Linked DNA regions of Triticum aestivum: region 1 is linked to region 2. A link is a contact called in public Hi-C data. All regions are on one chromosome and are shown on one strand. Each heading gives the region's core, a stretch centred on a gene start, on an enhancer-like site or on the middle of the called end of the contact. The rest is flanking DNA. Distances are from core to core; before and after follow the strand shown. Region 1 holds the start of LOC123189129. Region 2 holds the start of LOC123189124 (putative protein TPRXL).

What was found. Hi-C and Micro-C count contacts between places; a contact is called where the count stands out from the background.
Region 1: a Hi-C map of leaf shows a contact between it and region 2, with 5 times the contacts expected there. The contact joins the promoter of LOC123189129 here to the promoter of LOC123189124 in region 2. A contact is called at or near these places in 2 of 5 Hi-C or Micro-C datasets (both in leaf).

Annotation. Positions count from the first base shown.
Region 1 is chr2A:506,332,055-506,336,019 of IWGSC CS RefSeq v2.1, reverse strand. LOC123189129 reads left to right here and starts at 2,235. Exons shown (of 2, transcript XM_044601467.1): 1 at 2,235-3,044; 2 at 3,400-3,939. The coding sequence starts at 2,597. The coding sequence ends at 3,605.
Region 2 is chr2A:506,027,744-506,031,711 of IWGSC CS RefSeq v2.1, reverse strand. It overlaps LOC123189124 (putative protein TPRXL), which reads left to right and starts at 1,523. Exons shown (of 1, transcript XM_044601462.1): 1 at 1,523-3,289. The coding sequence starts at 1,805. The coding sequence ends at 2,929.

The sequences.
Region 1 (3,965 bases), core at 986-3,485, 300 kb before region 2:
CTCGCCACATGACGAGAAACCCTAATCTCACCACCACAAGGAGGTGGTAGGAATCTATGTCGAAGCTCCGTCGACTACGTCCAGACGGACGAAGTTGAGGATGATCGGTGCCTGGAAGACAAACTCAAAGAAGAAGCATCGCCATCCGCCCCAGCGCTGCACCTGCGAGGACTAAAAAAACTAACCTAAACTACTAACCGAGCGGAGACACCGGGATTCTCCTCCTCGCCACGGGCCGCTGGACCAGCACGTAGAGGGAAGGCAAATCCACGGGCTCGCGATGAAGTCTGGAGGGTGTTGAAATATATTGCACGTCTCTCTCCATTAGTTTGGACTTTTGGAGCAACAGGCTGGAACATGAATTTAATATGGTATTCGAGCTAAGAGGTTTTAAGTTCAAGACTCTACCAACGCAGTATTAAAAAAAGATTTTGTAGGCTACATTGATACCACGTCTAAGGACTAAATAAGCCCAGACATGAGAAGGAGTGTTAAAATATATTGTCCATTTCTCTCCATCAGTTTGAAAAAAAATATTGTCCGTCTCTCTCCACCAGTCCCGACTATGTGGCTAGAGTATGAATTCAATAGAGGGAGAAGAAAACATATGTTTGTGAACAAGTATTTCAATCATTGCAAAGTGTTATAATTTACATGCTTTTCCTTAGAACATTAAGAAAAGTAGACAGGTAAATTTATGCCTACATCTTGGAAGCATAAAGATCATTCCAATTCTAAAAAAAGATCATTCTCATATACTAAGTCAACGAAGTATAATCCACAACAAATCACACCGAACCCATGAGGCACATTTCCGAAAATCGCAACATGGTCGGTCCAGTCATCCCTTCCTCGGGCGTCCAAAGCACCCCTTCGTGATATTGTGTCTAACCTACTAGTTTCGTTAATATAGTTTAACTACTTCCCGCACAAAAAATATCTACCATGTGATGCATAAGTTTGCTTTACATGTGTTCAACCCCTACACATAATAAGTCCAACTATAGCCCTATATACATATTCGACAATGATCCACCAAACTTCACCTTAACGAATATGCCCTCATCATCTTGTTGTTATCATCTTCAACGCTTGAATTTGGATCTTCCCTTGTTGCTCACTGTCATGAGTGCCGCCAGATTTAGCCCCTTCGTTTTGGTCACCTTGATTGAACATAAATCCACATCTGGCTTCTCCTCGGATACATCTTCAACAATGTTTATTCACACTTTGTGCAAGTTGTTTTTGGTTCTCTTTCCCTTCGTCACAAGCTTCTTTTTACTCTTCTTAACTCTCCTAGTCTTCTTGTGATTGTCCACTTTGTAGACCTAACCATTGCCATGAAGTTTACCAAGTGAATTCAGATCTCTCTGAACCCTTGACATGTCTCTAACATCACATGTTCAATTCCATCTTAAGTCTGGGTCTTGACATCTCCAATGTCATAGTGCACGGAGGCACATCGCCACCTTGATAGATCAGTAAAAGTTACTACATTTGTAGCAGGCGGTCTACTCTCTGCTAGATGTCACGTGATAAGAGTTCCCTATATCTATTATTCATGCTTCCTCACGTAACCCACTTGATAGGGTAAGAAGGCAGCCATCTGAATAACTTCTCGTAGAGGACACTGGCACAATTTGGTTCCCTCGATATTCCTCCATGTTCGACAGTTCTTCCTTATGTGTCCCCAGTTCCTACAACGATAGCATTGTGGCCCTTTTTTCTCTTTCTTCCTCACCATATCCTACTTCCCACCTTGATATAGTATCGCAACGACTATCTCTGGAATGGATCAGAGGATCCAAATGGATTTGGCTAGGTGGCTCCGAATAGTAGAAATGGAGTTATAGATAGTGGAAAATGGTTGCGATGTTTTGCGTGATTTTGGAGTTTGATCTCTAGGACTTAGCAAAAAAAAGTATCACCATTCATACTTGATCCTTGCGCATGTGTTCAACCCCACCACTTGACCCTCCGCCTACTCCAAGTCCAAGTGAAGTCCTCTATCCATATGCTCCTCGTTGTAAGCTTGAATCTTGCAAGTTCAAGGGTTTTGTTTCGCGCAAATTCAATGCAATAGATATCAAATGGGCATGACTTTGTAATCACCAAATTTATTTTGAGTTATGTAAGAGTATTTTGCCCTTAGTGGCGACCTTAATAAATAAATATAAACATAGTACTTAATTTGTGGAGGAGAGGCAATCGTGCTCCAATAATTGACAAGCCAATCACCAATAGTTACAATGATTCCATGTGTATATGTCTGCCGTGCCGTTCTCATCTCACCTTCTCTCCGGTACAAGTCACTTCCCAGTTGCTTCTGGCTTTGATCGTGCTTCTCACCTTTGAAAATTCGGTTCTCCTTGCTTTAATTGTGCCCTGCTTCGCCTTCGTCTCGGCTGGCTCTTATATGGCCATAGGACCAGCTGCACCTGCATACTGCATGCTCTGCTCTGCATGGACAACCTCGCCGTCCGGCTCCCGTGCACCTTGCCGCCGGCAGCCGTGATCCTTGCGCGCGCCGTCTGATCGCCCGGGTGTCTGGAGCTGTTTCTGCGGCAGCGCCTGCGGGTCACCGCCAGCACGGGCGATGCCTCCTCACGCGCCTTCCTTCGAGAAGAGCTGCTCCGGCGACCGGCAAAGACAGGAGGCAGGAGGGCAGCTGCTGCGAGGCCCGGGGCAGCGGTGGTCGTCGTTCCACGGGCGCGGGGCGGAGCAGCGGCACCAGCTGCCAAAGCAGAGGCCCAAGACGCAGCCGGACCTGCTCGCCGGCGTGAGGGGCAGGAGCTTCCGCGCCGCGGACGGCGGCGAGCCGCTGGCCGAGCTGGCGGTCCGGAGGACGCCGGGCAAGGTGCTGGTGAACGTGACCGTGCAGAGGAGCCTGTGGCCGCTGCACGTCATGGCGTCGGCGGACTGGAGCGTGGCGGACCTTGTGGCCGCCGCCGTGGGGATTTACGTGAAGGAGGGCAGGCGGCCCTTGCTGCCGGCGACCGACCCGTCGACCTTCGGCCTACACTACTCCCAGTTCAGCTTGGAAAGTAAGTCTGTTGCATCTGAAGCCCACGGTACCATCTGTTTTTCATTCCAGAATTGCACCGCACAACTATCAAAGTGGAAAGTCAACACAATTACACAAAATACTAGTATTAGCCAAGCTGGCGATATGCCGGCACGAACTCTATTTGAGAATAGCCGGCGAGATGAATCAGATCATTTGTTTCCTCACAAAACCCCTGAACATATTCAGCAAGCGATGCATGGGCCCACTGAGAGTGTCAAGTCGGTCGCAACAACCATTAATCTTTAGGCGACAGTTAGTGAGCATCATCTGCATCATTCAGTAAGTGAAGGATCATTCACTGATCATGTAAATGTTGTGGACTCATTGGTCAGGTTTGGACCCGAGGGAGAAGGTGATGGAGCTAGGGTCCCGGAGCTTCTTCCTGTGCCCCAGGTCCTCCTCGGCCGCCGTCCAGACCTCCTCGTCCTCCTGCTCCTCTGCCGGAGCAAGCGGTGTCAGGAACGCCGGGGAGGCGCCTACGTCGGCAGGCGAACCGCCGGCTTGGCTGCGCTACATGCCGTTCTGGCCGACCATGTAGCGAGCTAGCACACGTCATCATCCATGATGATCACTGGACTGCCCACCCTCGGTCCATTTCTCGAATTGGTTTGGCACGCAGAGCTTCAGAGGATAAGACCGTAGCGTGCTGGTGCCTGACAGTATCTCGTTGTTTAGGCGGAAACGTCATGATCCACTCGGCTCGGCCACGCCAGATTCAGACAGTAGGAAATATCGGATGCGTGATTAGGACAGTTCCCGGGACCGTGCCCGGGCAATTAAGATTGTTATATAGACTACAGGAAGCATGATGTGTAATTATTGAATTTTGTACTATCTGATTGTGGATGCAAGTAGAGGAGATTGACCGGCTATGTATGGATGGATCACATATGCAAGT
Region 2 (3,968 bases), core at 274-2,773:
AGCCCAGCGGGCATGATGAGTGCCGGCACCACCGCACGCACGTACTAGTACGCCGGTGCGGTGCCGCCGCGGCAGCAGGTAGTGGAGGTGCCCCCCCGGCGGTAACGACAAGTCCATCAGACGGGTGCCTCCCCCGATGTGCATGGAGCCATGGGCCGCTTCAATCAGATCCGCGCGTAGCACCCTTCCTCATCCTCGGTATAAAAATAAAATGCAGGCGATGTGTGCAAGGTACAGGTGCATTTGATGCGAACGGGCGGAGCATGGATGGACGCCGTGCGGAGCCATGTGCGCGCGTCGTGCCCATGGCATGGATTTGCGGTTGCGGGAAGGCATGCCGACCGCAAATTACTCGCGGCCTCCAGCAGCACATCGTCGTCCATGCCCATCCACGCAAGGCTGAACGAACATGTTAACGAGCGCTCTAGTAGGCTAGTACCAAAATCATGGGATCGATCTGCCACCCTGGTGCTACCGAGAGATAAAGCCCTCCCCCGAGCTGGAGATTCTTCAGGCGCGTATGTTTGACCAAGGATAGTAGACTAGACGTTTCCATTCCAGATCATCTGCTTGATCAGAGGAAGCCGCCCCTCTGTCACAACGTATTGCCGTCTGTTACGGAGATCAAGTAGTATACTCTTGAGCTCGAGATTTCTAAATGAAGCCAGTGAAAGTGACCTCGGATGCTCATGCTGGCACATGGTTCATCGGTCCACTCCTCACTCACAGCAGCAACATGGCCGGCTGTTGCGTGTTATATACCATCACCAGCTCCAGCTGTGATGTGGAGAGAGTTAAGAACAAAACTACTACAGTGTACAGGCCTCATGTCATGTGCCGTCCGTCGTGCTCTGATCACTGCTCGCAAACAGCAGGCATGGGACGCTGCTGAGTTTGTGCTGGATCTACCATGGTGATGGTGGAGTAGCTCTGTAGCTGGCTGTACATTCTCTTGGAACAGGGGAAACACGTCCGGCCCCGTCTGTCGCGCTAGAAAACGGAATCATGGAACGGACACACGTCGGACAAGAACCATGACCATCGTACGTGTAGCAATCACTGCCGGTTAAAACAGGCAAGGGCATCGACCGACGACGACACCGATGAATGAACAATGTCAATGGAACAGAGGCGCGGCTCCTGATTCGGCATCGCGTGCCGTGTAATATGTTTTGGCGGGAAGCGTAACGTAAACCCTTTTCCCACTGCGCACCACGATTATCCAGTAGTAATTTTCATCAACCTATCGCAGGATAGATGTACTGCTACATCGCACGTGCAATCACGCATGGTCTCGTCTCGTCCCAGTGGCACGGCACCAGTAATTCCGAGTTGTTTTTACTTGACACTCTGCTTAAGACCCGTTGTTACCAGTGGAGAGAGGCAGAGCGCGCATCAAGTGGAGTGGAGCCACGCGCGCGGTCGCAGAGGGTTGCCCACCCCCACGTGCCCGCCCTGACCGAGCCCTTGTTTTTTTTCCTTCTTCTACGTGCGGTGCGATGACCGAGCCTTGTCACGGCTAGGGCCGCGCGAACCGGACAAAAAGACGCAGGCGGGAGTGGCGCTAAAATAAGGCGCACCCCCACGCCGCCCCCTGCCACTCCCATCCATGCTCTCCTCTGCCACCGCATCCGCATCCGCCTGCGCGCTCGTGCCCCTCTCCGTCCCCCAAGCTCCCCGCTCCCGTCCGCGCGCCTCCACCTTCGGCCCGGCCGCCGCGGCAGATCGGCATCAGGAGAGCAACTGAGACAAGATCCGGCACAGCATTACCAAGATCGTAGCACAGGAGGTGAGGAGGGCGGGCATGGAGGAGAAAGCGGCGGAGACGGTGGCGGCCCCGGCGGCGGCGGTTGCGGTGGATCAAGAAGTGGCCTACTGCAGCGAGCACCCCTACCCGCCCGGCGCCGCGGCGGCCGCGGGGGTGGCTGCCGGCAGTGGCATCTGCGCCTTCTGCCTGCAGGAGAAGCTTGGCATGCTGGTCTCCTCCTCCAAGTCCAGCCCCTTCCACCCGCCGCCTTCCTCCGTCACGCCGACCACCCCTCCGCCCAACAGGCTCGCCACCGAAAATCTTTATCCTTCCACCGCCTCTGCCATGGCGATCCCGCCGCACAAGGGCAAGACATCTTCCTCGGCGCCCGCCCCGGTGGCCAGCGGGCTCAGGAGGAGCAAGTCCGTGGCGCCGCGGCCGGAAGAGCCGCAGCTGTCGTCCGGGATCACCTCTGACGGCCCCCGCAAGAAGAGCTTCTGGTCTTTCCTCTACCCCTCCTCCTCCTCCAGCGGCCACCGGAGCGGGTCGTCGTCTCTGGCCAGTGGGGAGGGCACCGCGTCCGCGAGGAGGAAGTCGGTGTCGGTGGCTTCGGCGACGTCGGCGTCGCTGGGGCGGAGGCTGGAGGCGATAGAGGAGCCTGAGAGCCCGGGCCGCCGCAGCGAGGGGTCGTCGTCCTCGTCGTTCGGGAGAAAGGTGGCGCGGTCGCGCTCCGTGGGCTGCGGCAGCCGCAGCTTCTCGGGGGACTTCTTGGAGCGCCTCTCCACCGGCTTCGGCGACTGCGCGCTCCGGCGCGTCGAGTCCCACCGCGAGCCCAAGCCCAAGGGAAGCGCGCTCGGCCACCTTGGCGGCGCCCGCGACGCCGGCGACGGCGACGAGGATTACGAGTACACGCAGCAGCACAGGATCAAGTGCGCCGGGTTCTTCGGCGGCATCGGCGCCGCGCCCCCGGCCTCATCCTCCTACTGGCTCTCCGCGCCCAGTGGCGGGAGCAGCGCCAGCGCCGGCGGCAACACGAGGGTTTCTGGCACGCGGAGCCACCGGGGCTGGGCGTGGGCGCTGGCGAGCCCCATGAGGGCGCTGAGGCCGACGAGCTCCACGTCCAGCAAAACCATCATGTCGGCATCCGCGACGGCAGGTGGATCGGCGGTGGCGACGAGTTAGCCTCGTCTTTGGATTGTTGCAGCTGCGCACTCCGCGATCAATGGCCGGTTATCAAATCATCGCTCTTCTTCTCGAACTATACTACTACTGCTTCTACTAGTATGAAAATTACTGCTGTTCTTGGTTCTGGTATATGTCCATTCGAGTCCTGAGAAACTGCTCCTAGGGGGAAGGATGGGATATGGGCCGCAGATTAAGCTCTAGCTCGCCTTTCATTTTGTAATTCTGTTCCAATTCGAGATTTTCTCCTGTGGTGTGGTGGAAATAGAGATGTTTTATGTTGAATTCATTCGTGTGCTGTGTTGGAGACGGGACATGGGCATTGAATTGAAAAGGAGAAATTTGGCAATTTGTTCATCAGTTATGTAGTACTCCTTGTTCTTGTGTGCCTTGATTCAGTTTTCATGATGCTGCGACCACACTATACTACGGGTGACCTGTTAAAGCATCTACAACCGTACCCGTCAAAAGTGAGTCGCCCCTCAAATCTCAAATGTCCAAGTCTACAACCGTCTTCCTCATAGCAAATCCTTAAATTCATACACTCTCATGGAATGTAAAACGAACACACGCAACGATATAAATAAACATGCAATGTAAAATAAACACACGCAGCGTAAAAATAAACACACGTAGTTCATTTAGATCACATATAGCGGAGGGGATTCATCTACATTCCATCAAACTATCAAGAATTGGCATGTTCTAAAGGTTTGAACTATCGAGCTCATTTAGAGCAACTCTAACCGATCCCTTATAAATAGAGGAGTAAAACGGCGGAGTAAATTTACTCCACTTAGTTTTGACCATTTCTAGCCGATCCCCTAAACTTAGTGGAATAAAATAAAATTCCCATTTGCGTCACATACTCAACCATATTTCATTCAACCATATTTCATTCAACGACATTGGAGTAAATAATTCACCAATTCTTTGCCACTAGAGCAAGACCAATTTCACTCCCTTACGGAGGATAAGGAATCTGCTAGGTCCAGGTTTTACTCCTCTAACCGGTTATAAAGGATCGGTTAGAGTTGCA